Linked DNA regions of Pan troglodytes: region 1 is linked to region 2. The links are chromatin contacts, called in public Hi-C maps. All regions are on one chromosome and are shown on one strand. The core of a region is the stretch at or near the end of the contact, and the rest is flanking DNA. Distances in the headings are between cores, read along the strand shown.

What was found. A called contact is a pair of places that touch in the nucleus more often than the background predicts.
Region 1: a contact with region 2 is called in a Hi-C map of a lymphoblastoid cell line, with 2.8 times the contacts expected there. The contact joins the enhancer-like site here to the promoter of CLDND1 in region 2. A contact is called at or near these places in 3 of 7 Hi-C or Micro-C datasets (a lymphoblastoid cell line and stem cell-derived neural progenitor cells).

What each region holds. Positions count from the first base shown.
Region 1 is chr2:101,879,547-101,885,758 of NHGRI_mPanTro3-v2.0_pri, reverse strand. It overlaps a transcript of GPR15 not described here. Among named protein-coding and RNA genes, the nearest start is that of CPOX, 25 kb to the left of the region's middle. Within about 2 kb of position 4,003, at least 1 of the 24 cell types and tissues checked has an H3K27ac peak or open chromatin away from gene starts, as enhancers often do. A contact at or near this core is called in a lymphoblastoid cell line, where this site is marked.
Region 2 is chr2:101,832,728-101,838,844 of NHGRI_mPanTro3-v2.0_pri, reverse strand. It overlaps CLDND1 (claudin domain containing 1), which reads left to right and starts at 2,017. Exons shown (of 5, transcript NM_001280537.1): 1 at 2,017-2,065; 2 at 3,472-3,781; 3 at 5,919-6,029. The coding sequence starts at 3,490.

The DNA of each region.
Region 1 (6,212 bases), core at 2,754-5,253, 45 kb before region 2:
ATTAAAGATGTAGAAGATGTAAATTACATGAGTAACAAAGTGTCTCTAACTTATATATATTTTGAACTCTGAACCCTGAAAATAGAGACAACCCTTCCAAGTACCTAGGGACATTCATAAAAATTGACAAAATTCTTTTCTAAATTACAAACTCCATAAGAAATTTTAAAAAACAGAAACTATACTGACAATATTCTCTATAATACAACAAGACAAAAATGAACAAGCAAATAAAAAACTAAAAACTCCAACATCTTGTAAATTACAACAGCTTTTTTTCTTAGCCCAGTCTTGGATCAAAGAGGAAATATAAACCAAAATTACTCATATCTAGGAAATACTGATAATATAAACAATACCTACTACACCCTATGAGACATAACTAATACAGCGTTTTCTTAAAGGCTTAAATATTTATATTGATAAAGAAGGAAAAATGAAAATAAACTATTTCTCAATCAAGAAATTTTACAAGACAACCAAGCAAACTGAAGAAAAGGAAAAAGAGAAATTAGCAGGCAGAAACAAGATAAGGATCTTCAGTATCACTACTATTATTCAATATTGTATTAGAGATGCTAAGCTAATAAGTTTAGACAAGAGAAAGAATTAGAAATACAAAGATTAGAAAAGAAGAGGTAAAATTGTAATGACAAAATCTAGAAGCAACCCAAGTTTAATAAATGGAAGAATAGATAAATAAATTCTGGTATATTAATAAAATGAAATGCCCTAGACTCATATTATGTGTATATAAATTATAGAACTGGGAAAATTAATATGGATGAATATCACAGACATTGAGTGAAGATAAAATAACCTGCAGAACAATACATGCAATGTGGTTCCATTTGTACAAAATTCAAAAGATGCAAAGCTAGGCCATAGGCTATTTAAAGATACACATAAGTGATAAAACTAATGAAAAGCTAATGACAAATACCAAATTCAGGTGAATGGAGAATGGAACTGAGGCAGGATTCACAGATGGCTTCAAAGTTCTTAGTACTGTTCTACAGCTGGATTCTGATATACAAGTGGCCATTTCAACATTTCAATATATTAATAGGATATTTCTTAGTATCCTACTCATATTTTATAAATATTAATGTGTATATCAAGTATTTAATTAAAATCTTTTAAGCTATGATCAGAAAAACTCTTACTCTGATATTAACATTCACTTCTGTGGGTTTTCTTGTTGGCATCCTGATACATGTTTCTTTAAAAATCAATTATTTTTCCCACGTATTTAAATTAGTATGTATGCTTTGTGGAAATCTTGGAAAATAAACAATGGTATTAAGGATATAATTACATTTGATTCCACCACTCAGAAGTAACCATAAATACTCAAAATTTTGGTATATTTCTTTCTAGGTATTTTATGCATATTTTAATGTAGTTAAATCATATTGCATATATAATTTTGAATACTCACTGTTTTCTTTTTTATGCCTTAAGCATCTCCCCCTGTTATTTAAACCTTTCAAAGGCAGATAATCGACCGAGGCTGAAAATAAGGGGTTTCTTGAAAGTGAGCAAGTGAGCTACTGACTGAGGGCTCTAGCCCATCGGCTGCCCCATTTCTTTATGGGAACTTGGTCTCCAGCTGGGCAGGAGATTCAAGGGCTTTTTTTTTTTTTTTCCAAATAAATAATGAATAGTTCTAGAGAAAAAAAAATACTGCTGTAGTCTTTGACATTTTCACTACAAAATGATTAACTCTTTTCTTTGCCCCTACTTTACAAAGTAGAATTTACAAAGAACTTAAAAAAATTTACAAGAAGAAAACGACCCCATCAAAAAGTGGGCAAAGGATATGAACAGACACTTCTCAAAAGAAGACACTTATGCAGCCAACAGACATATGAAAAAATGCTCATCATCTCTGGTCATCAGAGAATTGCAAATCAAAACCATAATGATATACCATCTCACGCCAGTTAGAATGGCAATCATTAAAAAGTCAGGAAACAATAGATGCTGGAGAGGATGTGGAGAAATAGGAATGCTTTTACACTGTTGGTGGGAGTGTAACTTAGTTCAACCATTGTGGAAGACAGTGTGGTGATTCCTCAAGGATCTAGAACTAGAAATACCATTTGACCCAGCAATCTCATTACTGGGTATATACCCAAAGGATTATAAATCATGCTACTATAAAGACACATGCACATGTATGTTTATTGTGGCACTATTCACAATAGCAAAGACTTGGAACCAACCCAAATGTCCCTCAATGATAGAATGGATAAAGAAAATGTGGCACATACACACCATGGAATACTATGCAGCCATAAAAAAGAATGAGTTCATGTTCTTTACAGGGACATGGATGAAGCTGGAAACCATCATTCTCAGCAAAATATCACAAGGACAGAAAACCAAACACTGCATGTTCTCACTCATAGGTGGGAGTTGAACAATGAGAACACCTGGACACAGGGAGGGGAACGTCACACACCGGGGCCTGTTGGGAGGTAGTGGGCTGGGGGAGGGATAGCATTAGGAGAAATACCTAATGTAAATTATAAGTTGATGGGTGCAGCAAAACCAACATGGCGCATGTATACCTATGTAATAAACCTGCACGTTGTGCACATGTACCCTAGAACTTATAATAAAAATAAGAGCAAACAAAATTACTTGAATCAATGAGAAAACATTAGAAAGAATAATAGATAGCCAGGGTCATCAGATATTTGAGGAAAAATCTCCAAATATAAGAGAAAGAGAAAAAATAAGTAAAGAGACCACAGACAGGCAGGCTTCTAATGAATATATAATAGAACAGATAAGAGATTAAACTTAGAAATACAGAGGTAAATAGAAAAATCAAAAAGATTTAAAAGTTGTTGCTTTTGGGCAGCAGGGCTGAGGTGAATAGAAATGGAAAGGGAATTGCTGGGTTTTGTCATAACCTTTTACTACTATTTGATTGTTTAACTGATTTTATTTATTAGATTAATAAAAATATTAAAGAGTAAAGGCCATGGATTTTTAAGCCCTCAAAACATTTTAATTGTGCATATTTTTATCATATAGATGCTTCTTATTAGAAAAAACTTTCCATTCTGTTACATTAATTTTTATCATGTGTTGCCATTACATTACCACTGTTCTTAAAGACCTCTTCCTGTTTTTGACCTCACTGTTGAGCTGAATTAAATACACGTTATCGTCTAACTAGTTTTAACTTTAAGAAGTAAGATATGTTCTGAGAAAAGTATTCTTTAATAGGTTCCAATCGTTCTTAAAGATTCATAGAACTTTATACATGGTGCCCAAATGTCTTTTCTGTCTATGTTAATAATAAGTAAAACTATTGTTTATAAAATGCAAACTAAGTCACAGATTTTGTACACCTCAAGGTACAGGGGAAGGTATTTTATAAAGTGGGTGCTGGACAATGGTCCAGATGTGTGACCTTTTTCAAGTTTTTGCTTGAGAGTTTAGAAGTTACATTTAAATCAATGATCACTGTGTCTAGGGTTATGTTTTCTAAACACAGCAGCCCTCTGGCTCAATCATGAAGATATCTCGTGAGTTCCAGAGGAACTTGGGTATATTTCTGTTTGTATAGAAAGACACTAAAAGAAAAGCATATTCTGGTTTTTACAGGTCTACCTTATTTTCTTCAAATTATATTTTAGTGACAACTTGAAGGAAATGCTATCAATGCTTCAAAACTCCAACACAGTTTTTTTGTGCTGCCACCACAGCATCATCACTTCATGGTCTGATTGGTGTAAATACCACAGGGATAAGCAAAAGCATGAGACTGAAGACACTTTCTGTTTAGGAAAAATGGGTAACAAGTTGAAGAATGCTTCTCCCTGAAAAATCTTTGGGCTTCCTCTCAATGTTGTTCCTGTTGTGTGGGTAGCTCCACCCCAGATACCCACACAAGAACTTGGCCAGGGTAAAAATCAAACCCTGTGTCTCAGGCCACAACAGAGTTTGATTTTACCCTGGCCCGGTTCTTGTGTGGGTAGCTGGGGTGGAGTCCTCTCATTCTTACTCTGCTTTTGTGGTGTGAAAGTCTAAGTTAACTGCTGATTGTTCTTCAATTTATTAGTGCTTTGCTATAATCTTAGGTAAAGTCAGAAATCCCATCAACTCATCTTATTGACATAGGGCAAAAGTACACCTGAATTTTTATTAGTTCAGAATTTTTTTAGAGTAAGAAGTCTTACTCTATAGTCTTTGTATATATGTACAAAGAGAACACAGCATTATGTTTTCATGACCTCGTACATCTTCATTCTTGAACCTTTTAATTTTCTCCCATCAGAAAATATTTTAATTATATAATGTTCAAAAAATTTAGGTGGGCATACTAACACAAAATGCATTTTCTCTGATTTGTAAACCTTTTTTTTTAAATGAAGAGTTTTTGCTGCTTGCTTATATCTCTGTGGTTTGGTGTTTTAGCCTCTTGATTAATCTCAATACTTTCTATCCTATGACTAAACTACTTTCCCTTGCATACACACCTAGATTTCTACTGCACATCTTTTAAATTTTATGTCATTTATCATCTATATCTCTTCATCATTTTTTCTTAGATTTGTGTAATTCATGTCTCTTCTTTATTTGTAGAGAATCTAAATCTAGTCTTACATAATTGCTCCAGATGATAATAATCTATTTATTTATACTTCTAATTTGTCCCAGAAAGGACTTAAGGTGACATATATAATAATGCATAAAATATAGTGAGATGAATTCAATTGAAAATAAGAAAAGTTGACAAAGGGAAACTAATGGTGGGAAATTAAGATGAGGCCAAGAGCAAGGTCAGTGTTCAAATGCCTGCCTAATAGAGCCGCAGTTTGGCTTCCTGCTATATCCCTGTTTTTTGTTCACCAGCCTCATATCCCTCCCTATGTAGCTTGATGACCACAGCCTGCTTGTGATAGTTAGGGTTTTCCAGAGAAACAGAACCAATAGGATGCATGTGTGTATGTCTGTATATAGCTTTATTTAAGGAATTGGTGAATATAGAGACTGGCAAGTCCCAAATCTGCAGTTCATGCCTGCTGCCAGAATTCTCTCTTGCTCAGGAAGGTCAGTCTTTTGTTCTATTTAGAACATCCCCTGACTGGATGAGGCCCACCCACTTTATAAAGGGCAAACTGCTTTCCTCAAAGTCCACTTATTTAAATGTTAGTCTCACCCAAAACACTCTTGCAGAAACACCCAGAATAACGTTTGACCACATATCTGGGCACTATGGCCCCACCATGTTGACATAAAATTAATCACCATGCCACTAAAACCTGCAACTTGCCTTTAACCTCCACCTTGTCTTTCTTTTCCTTCCTACATACACCCTTTCCATTTTCTCTAATTCCTGAAGCTTCAGTTATACTTCACTTTACTCCTTTTTTCTCACGCCTTACGCTAAAGACACAGGATTCCCAAGGGGTCGTTAGGCCACGGGTTCCTATTTCCTGGGTTGGGTGAAATTCTTCTCCCTTCTGGTTGTTAACTACCGCTTTCAAATAAGTTCCTGGTCCATCTTGAGTGTTCCGCTTACATCTCCCCTAATGGCCCTTCCCCACCCTCTCCCTGTGCCCTACCCCTGGCTCTTTGTAAAAATTCCTTACATTATTACAGGCCCATCGTGAACCATTTCTGCTAAAGGACTTTACGGTAGGAATTACCTTTGCTACATTAGGCCACGTTTTCTGGGTGCTGATGCAGCTGTATACAGGGTTACGTGAGTGCTTGTTTGAGTGTGTGTTATTGTCGTGAGAGTGGAGCAATAAAGACAGTCCCTGAGAAAAGTTTCCCAGGACCCAGTGGTCCAGTGTGTCTCTGCTACTAGAGGAAGAATGTGGTCCGCCACTCTACTTCTTGTTCCCTGAAGCCCAGACCACAGAGAGGGGTTGTGGGAATCAGTCTCTGCCTGGCAGGTTTTTGAAGCTTGTGAGGGGAAATAACTCTCTAGCTTTCTTTCAGATAGAAGAAAAAAAAAAAAATGAAATAAAAGTAAAACAAGTGGCTGTAACACAAAAAAACTTTATCGACAGAGATTCAAATATAAATCTGAATTGTTCACCCTTTTACTTTATAACCAGGCACCAGAGGACCCGTGAATGCATAATGATCATTTCTGAAATCTTTGGTAGTATTCCCATACAACCTGAGCCCATATTTCAGACCGGTCATAGCTGTGTGATTTAGGGGACATCACACAGACT
Region 2 (6,117 bases), core at 768-3,267:
CTGGGCGTTTTATATGTTTTTCTCAATCTTCACAATGATCATGTGGGATAGATGCTACTGTCAACATCCATATTTTGGAGAAAAGACAACCGAGACTTAAAGAAGGTTAATTCTCCAAAGTCACAAAATGAGTATATTCAAGTGTGTTACCATGGTAGTCAGTTACTCTAATATCCAAGTTTGCTACCAAGTCAGTTACTCTCTCTAGTTCCTTTATCTGTAGACTGAAGTTGTTTCTTCTCTCTCCTTTAAACTTATCTTTTGCCTGGTTTACTGACCACATGATCTCAGTGGAGAGGTAAATCTGAAAGTGGGGAATTTCTTTTTTTGAGGCAGAGTCTTGTTCTGTTGCCCAGGCTGGAGTGCAGTGGCGTGATCTTGGCTCACTGCAAGCTCCGCCTCCCGGGTTCATGCCATTCTCCTGCCTCAGCCTCCCAAGTAGCTGGGACCACAAGAGCCCACCAACACGCCTGGCTAATTTTTTTGTATTTTTAGTAGAGACGGGGTTTCACCGTGTTAGCCAGGATGGTCTTGATCTCCTGACCTCGTGATCTGCCGCCTCGGCCTCCCAAAGTGCTGGGATTACAGGCGTGAGCCACCACGCCCGGCGGAAAATAGGGGATTTCTAATGAAGGCCAATGGATGAAGACATTTCCTGGAGTATAAGGGCATTTATGTGTCTTACTACACATTGACAATTTGCCTGTGCCTCTCCGCCACTTTCTCTAGTTGGTGCCTCTGACAAATTTTTTTTTTTATTATATGCTGTATATGAAAATCCAGAGTCATGTTTGAATATATTTGGCTACTACCTTATTATGTGCTGCATATGAATATCAGTTTCACCCACTCAGGTCAAAGAAATGTAAGTAGAGATAGAGAAACATATCATGCCTTTAATCTGTCAAAGTGGTAGAAATTTAATATCAACTTGCAGCTCCCATCTTTCTCCTATGCTAAATTACAAGGCATTAGGGGACAGAGTAGGGGTTTGAGAGCCCCTCTGGTCCTTGAGTCAGCTTTCTCTGTCGGTTACTGTTGAGAAATCCACCATTTGCTGGTCCCAGGCCACGTTAATGGTTCCACTCATGTTATTGTTAAGATGTCCCTGCTTCCTGTCCATGAATTTCTGTGTTAAACCTGAGGGTTCAGAATCATTGTTGCCCCTGTGCCACACATCATCTGCAATCTCCAATGCTGTCCATGACCTTATCTGCTTGAGTGATGTTCCCCAAATTTCAGTCTTTTTCCTACTATACCCACAATTTTTTATTCATTTTTTGACATATCTGGTATCCTCAGTATTATTAACTTAATAGTTTTTAAATTAAGTGAAAAGAATTTAAAAGGAACAACATTGCTGCAGTAGAAAACTAGTATCACTTGTCATAAAAGGAAGGCAGCTACAAACACATTTTATGAAACCCAAATAATATCATTACATTCTTGATGGATACTGTCTGCCAGGTCACATACTTCTTAGCCTAAACTTATGCAATAAAACCAGAAGGATGCTCTGCTCCAATGGGAGGGATTCTGGGAGAGGGAAATAAAATGGGTCAACGTTTCACAAGTAGAATCCCATTTTTGTTCATTTATACTTAGATCTAGAGGCAGGGTGGTGTGATAGGGAAAGCACAGGCCTAAAAGTCAGATCTAAGTTATACAAGTCACGGTCACTGACTCGAGATGACCGGAAACAGGCCCGCTTTACTTTCTGGACCATTCTCCCTTCCTCCCTAAAATGCAAGAATCCAACAGCCTAGACTTCCCTTCTGCGTACCGGCTTGCCCTGAGGAGCTGAACTACATCTCCCACAATGCGCCGCGCGCGGCGCCAGGAATGCCTATCGCCGCCTCAGACAGCTTTCAGTCTGTCCCTCCTACAACTCCCACAAGGCCCCTCGGCCCCGGGCCGCGGCCCGGCCCGGAGTGGGGGCGGGCGGAGGCGCGGGAGTTATGGAGGGGGCGGGCTCTGCAGGGAAGTGCGTCAGAGGAGGCGCGGGGAGAGTAGGGTGCTGTGGTCTGAGCTAGAGGGTGAAGCTGGCGGAGCAGGAGGATGGGCGGTGAGTGAGCGGGACCTGCGTCGCCGGGCAGGGGTCGCGTCGCGGTTCCATGTTCCCGGCGGTTTGAACAGGAGCCCCCTTCCCGAGCGTGGTCGGGCTGGGCGGGTTCCGAGCGGCGGATTTGTCCCAGGGCCGAGCCCTCTAGGGCGGGGCCTGGTCGGGTACCGGGGGACCCTGGCCCGGGGCCGAGCACGGCTGCCCCGCCCCAGCCCTGGCCTTCTCCGGCCCTGCCGTGAGGCCCAGGAGGTGGCTGCTGCAGGCGTCCGGCTTGGACGAACCGCCGTTCCCAGTGCTGGGACCCTTTAAGGTCATTTGAGAGCACCTGGATGAAGGGGGGATTTTTAAAAAATCAAAATACAAATCCAACTTTTTGAGTTTTCGTTGTCATTGCTCTTATCTTTCCTGAGTCACTTCCCATTTTCCAAACTCAGCAACCCCAGTTTGCGAGTCTGTTTTCATGCACCTTTGTAAGGTGTTTGGTGCGGTCACGGTGTATACTTGCCGTGTAGTATTTGACTCAGCGCGATCCGCCTTGAGTCATTTTACCGCGGCCATTTACTACTGCCGTTGAGCCCTGTCCACGCCTTGGGAGTGTTGATATGTTGAGAGTTTTCTGTCTGGCTGAGGAGGGATCATTTAGTTTTTGCGGACGTATGTTGCACTTAGGATTTAGGGAGAGAGCAAGATTTCTGTTGAGAAGGTTCAGAAGTATAAGGAATCGGGAGAGTAGATAGGAGTGAAGCATTTGGCAGCGTAAAGAAGCTTGGCTTAGCTTTAATGGATTAGGGAGAGATTGCTATCTAGCATTATTACATGTTATTGTTCTCTTTGCTATTTTATACACCTAGAACAACCTTTCCCTCGGGGTTAACAAACATCTTCAACTCTGTTTTCCGTATGGCTCCTGACTCTTACCTTTGTTTTAGGAGGCTTCCCTCTTCAGAGGAAACTGGGAGAAGCCAATTTCCACTGCTTCTTTTTCCTGTGCCTTTTTAACACTCAAACCCAGAACACTTAATCCTCTGCAGCTCGTGCAAAAATTCAGTCTGTAATTTAAAATGTGTGCACGGTACACTGCTGACCATGGGCATGTCTATTGTTTGTATCTGTAATGTGTATGTCCATTTCAGTGTTGTCTGTTTTAGTATGCAGGTGATAGACTAGAGAACAAGACCTCTGTCTCCGTAGCATCCTGGGTATGTGAGCATTCAATAAGTACTTTTATGAGAATGAGTTTTGTTTTAAGCTTAATTAAAAACATGCTTGCTTTCTAAAAAAAATTCTTAATGGTTATATGTACGAAGGGATGGGGAATTGGGTAAAGGGTGCATTTGGAATAATTCAAAATAATCTTTCTTATTTGTCCGTAAAGTCTAACTTATCTTCTTTCTTCAACTTTTAAACAGAGCAGTCTGAATGCCAGAATGGATAACCGTTTTGCTACAGCATTTGTAATTGCTTGTGTGCTTAGCCTCATTTCCACCATCTACATGGCAGCCTCCATTGGCACAGACTTCTGGTATGAATATCGAAGTCCAGTTCAAGAAAATTCCAGTGATTTGAATAAAAGCATCTGGGATGAATTCATTAGTGATGAGGCAGATGAAAAGACTTATAATGATGCACTTTTTCGATACAATGGCACAGTGGGATTGTGGAGACGGTGTATCACCATACCCAAAAACATGCATTGGTATAGCCCACCAGAAAGGACAGGTATTTCTCTTATTTTAACTTCTGTCTTCTTCACCTGGTTAATAATAGACAAAACGACGTAATGATTGCCCAATTACATGTAAGCAGGTTTGTTGGTTCTCTCTCTCCTTAAAGAAATAAATCGTGTATCTTCTCTTTCTACTGCCTTCTCTCCCCAACTTCTTTGCATTACCATGGTACTCATCAATATTGGTTGGATGAGGAACTTTTCTTATCTTGGGAAAGCCTTAATGGCTTTTTTTTTTCTTATTTACTCACTCATTAAAATACTTTTCATTACTCTAACACATGTTATAAAGAAATAGTTGGAAAAGTACATCGAAAGACTTTTAAAAATATTTGGTAACTAGTAAAAGGACTACCATCGAAAATCAACTCAAAAAATTGTCCTTTTATGGGTTAGCTGTATTATAATACATATCTATCATTTGCCCGTGTGTCTTAGAGGTTGTAATTTGACCAGCTCTACATTTAATCTGTGTAATTATGAGACTGTTTTACAACAATCTTGATGCAGAGTTGGTAGGTTAAGAAATTTGTATTACAGAAGTTAAAAAAAAAAAAAACCCAAAACTAGATTTTTAGGTTTATTTTACAGGCATTCTTATTTAACACTTAAAGATTTTAATTTCCAGTTATTAAAATGGTAGCTTTAGAACTCTTTGTAAGGAACAACTTTACAGTTTATTTATGACTACTTCTGTTGGCCCCTTAGTGGGGAAGCATTGTATTCAAATCATAGCAGAACAGGCTTGAGTTATGAAATTTCAAAAGGATGATAATATGTCACTATATCTGGAAACAAAGATAATTTGGAAGGAAAGGAGAGAAAGTTGGTTAAAATTCATTGTAAAATGTTCAGTTTGACTTATGAGGTTACAGGAGCACTTGATATTGAAATTGGAGTTGGAATTGGAGTGTTACCATTTAGTCATTCATTAAACAAATAATTTATTGCATGTCTCCATGTTCCAGGGCCTCTTAGCTGGGAGAACATCAGGAAAGAACAAAATCCTTACTCCTGGGGAGCTAGCATTCTGATAAAGGATGACAGGCAGTGAACAGAATATAACAGTATAAACAGAATAAATAATTATTCAGTATGTTAAAAGATGACATGTGCTATGGCAAAATAGAACACAAAAGGGATTTGGAAATATGTGGGAAAAGGAATATTGGTGGCCATAGGTTATGATTTTCAATAGGATACTTAAAGTAGGTCTCATTGAGAAGACACCACTTGAGTAAAGAATGTAGTTAAAGACTAGACAAAAGAGTTGGCCATATGGGTAAATGGGGAGGAAGTCATTTAGGTTGGAAAGGACATCTACTGCAAAGGCTCTATGGCGGGAGCATGCCTGAAATATTCAAGGACCAGTAAGGAAGCCACTGGGCTGGAATGGAGGGAGAGACGGGAAGTTGGGTATGCTGTTAAAGACCTACTTTGGGAGTGGGACTGGGGCAAATCCTGGAGGACTCTAGGCAGAATGAGAACTTTGGTGTTGACTCCAAATACAGTGCTGAGCCATGATCTGGTCACCCTGGCTGTTGTGAGAACAGAGGCAGCAGACAAAGGTGGGAACTAGAAGACTATGGTTAGGAGGCTATAGAAGTAATTCAGGTTAAGTGATGATTATGACTCACACCAGAATGGTAGCACTGAGCAGCAGCTGGATTCTGGACATAGTTTGAAGGAAGAATTCCTGGGATTTCCTGATGGAGTGTAAATGTACAAGAATTACTCTAAAGTTTCTGGTCTGAGGAACTGGAAGTGTGGATTTGGCATTCCCTGAGATGGGGATATGGTTGGTAAAGCACGGTTGCATGAGAAGATCAACATTCCTATTCATTTCAGTCTTTGTTCCCTCCCCTTCTTCCTAGGCTTTCTACATAGCTATTCTGCCATTCATTTTACTGCTTCCACTTTATTTTCTTCCTTGTGCCTATCTCTTCAGCCTGCCACTGAGAACCAGTGGCATCCGTTGGACATCTATGAAACCTGTGTGTCAGTCAGGGCCAGAGAAGTTGCTGACCCCTCTGGAAACATCCTTTACTTTTTACTTCAGAGAATAATTACTGAAAGAGATTTTTGTTAAATGTTTATAATTAAAACAACAGGCAATTGTTCTTGTTCCAGAGTCATTTGATGTGGTCACAAAATGTGTGAGTTTCACACTAACTGAGCAGTTCATGGAGAAATTTGTTGATCCCGGAAACCACAATAGCGGGATTGATCTCCTTAGGACCTGTGAGTACTTTGATTTCACCAGGACAGTTGGGGGAACAAAGATAATTTTATTTGTCTCTTTTTGGACTATGTTTTTGGAATAAGATGA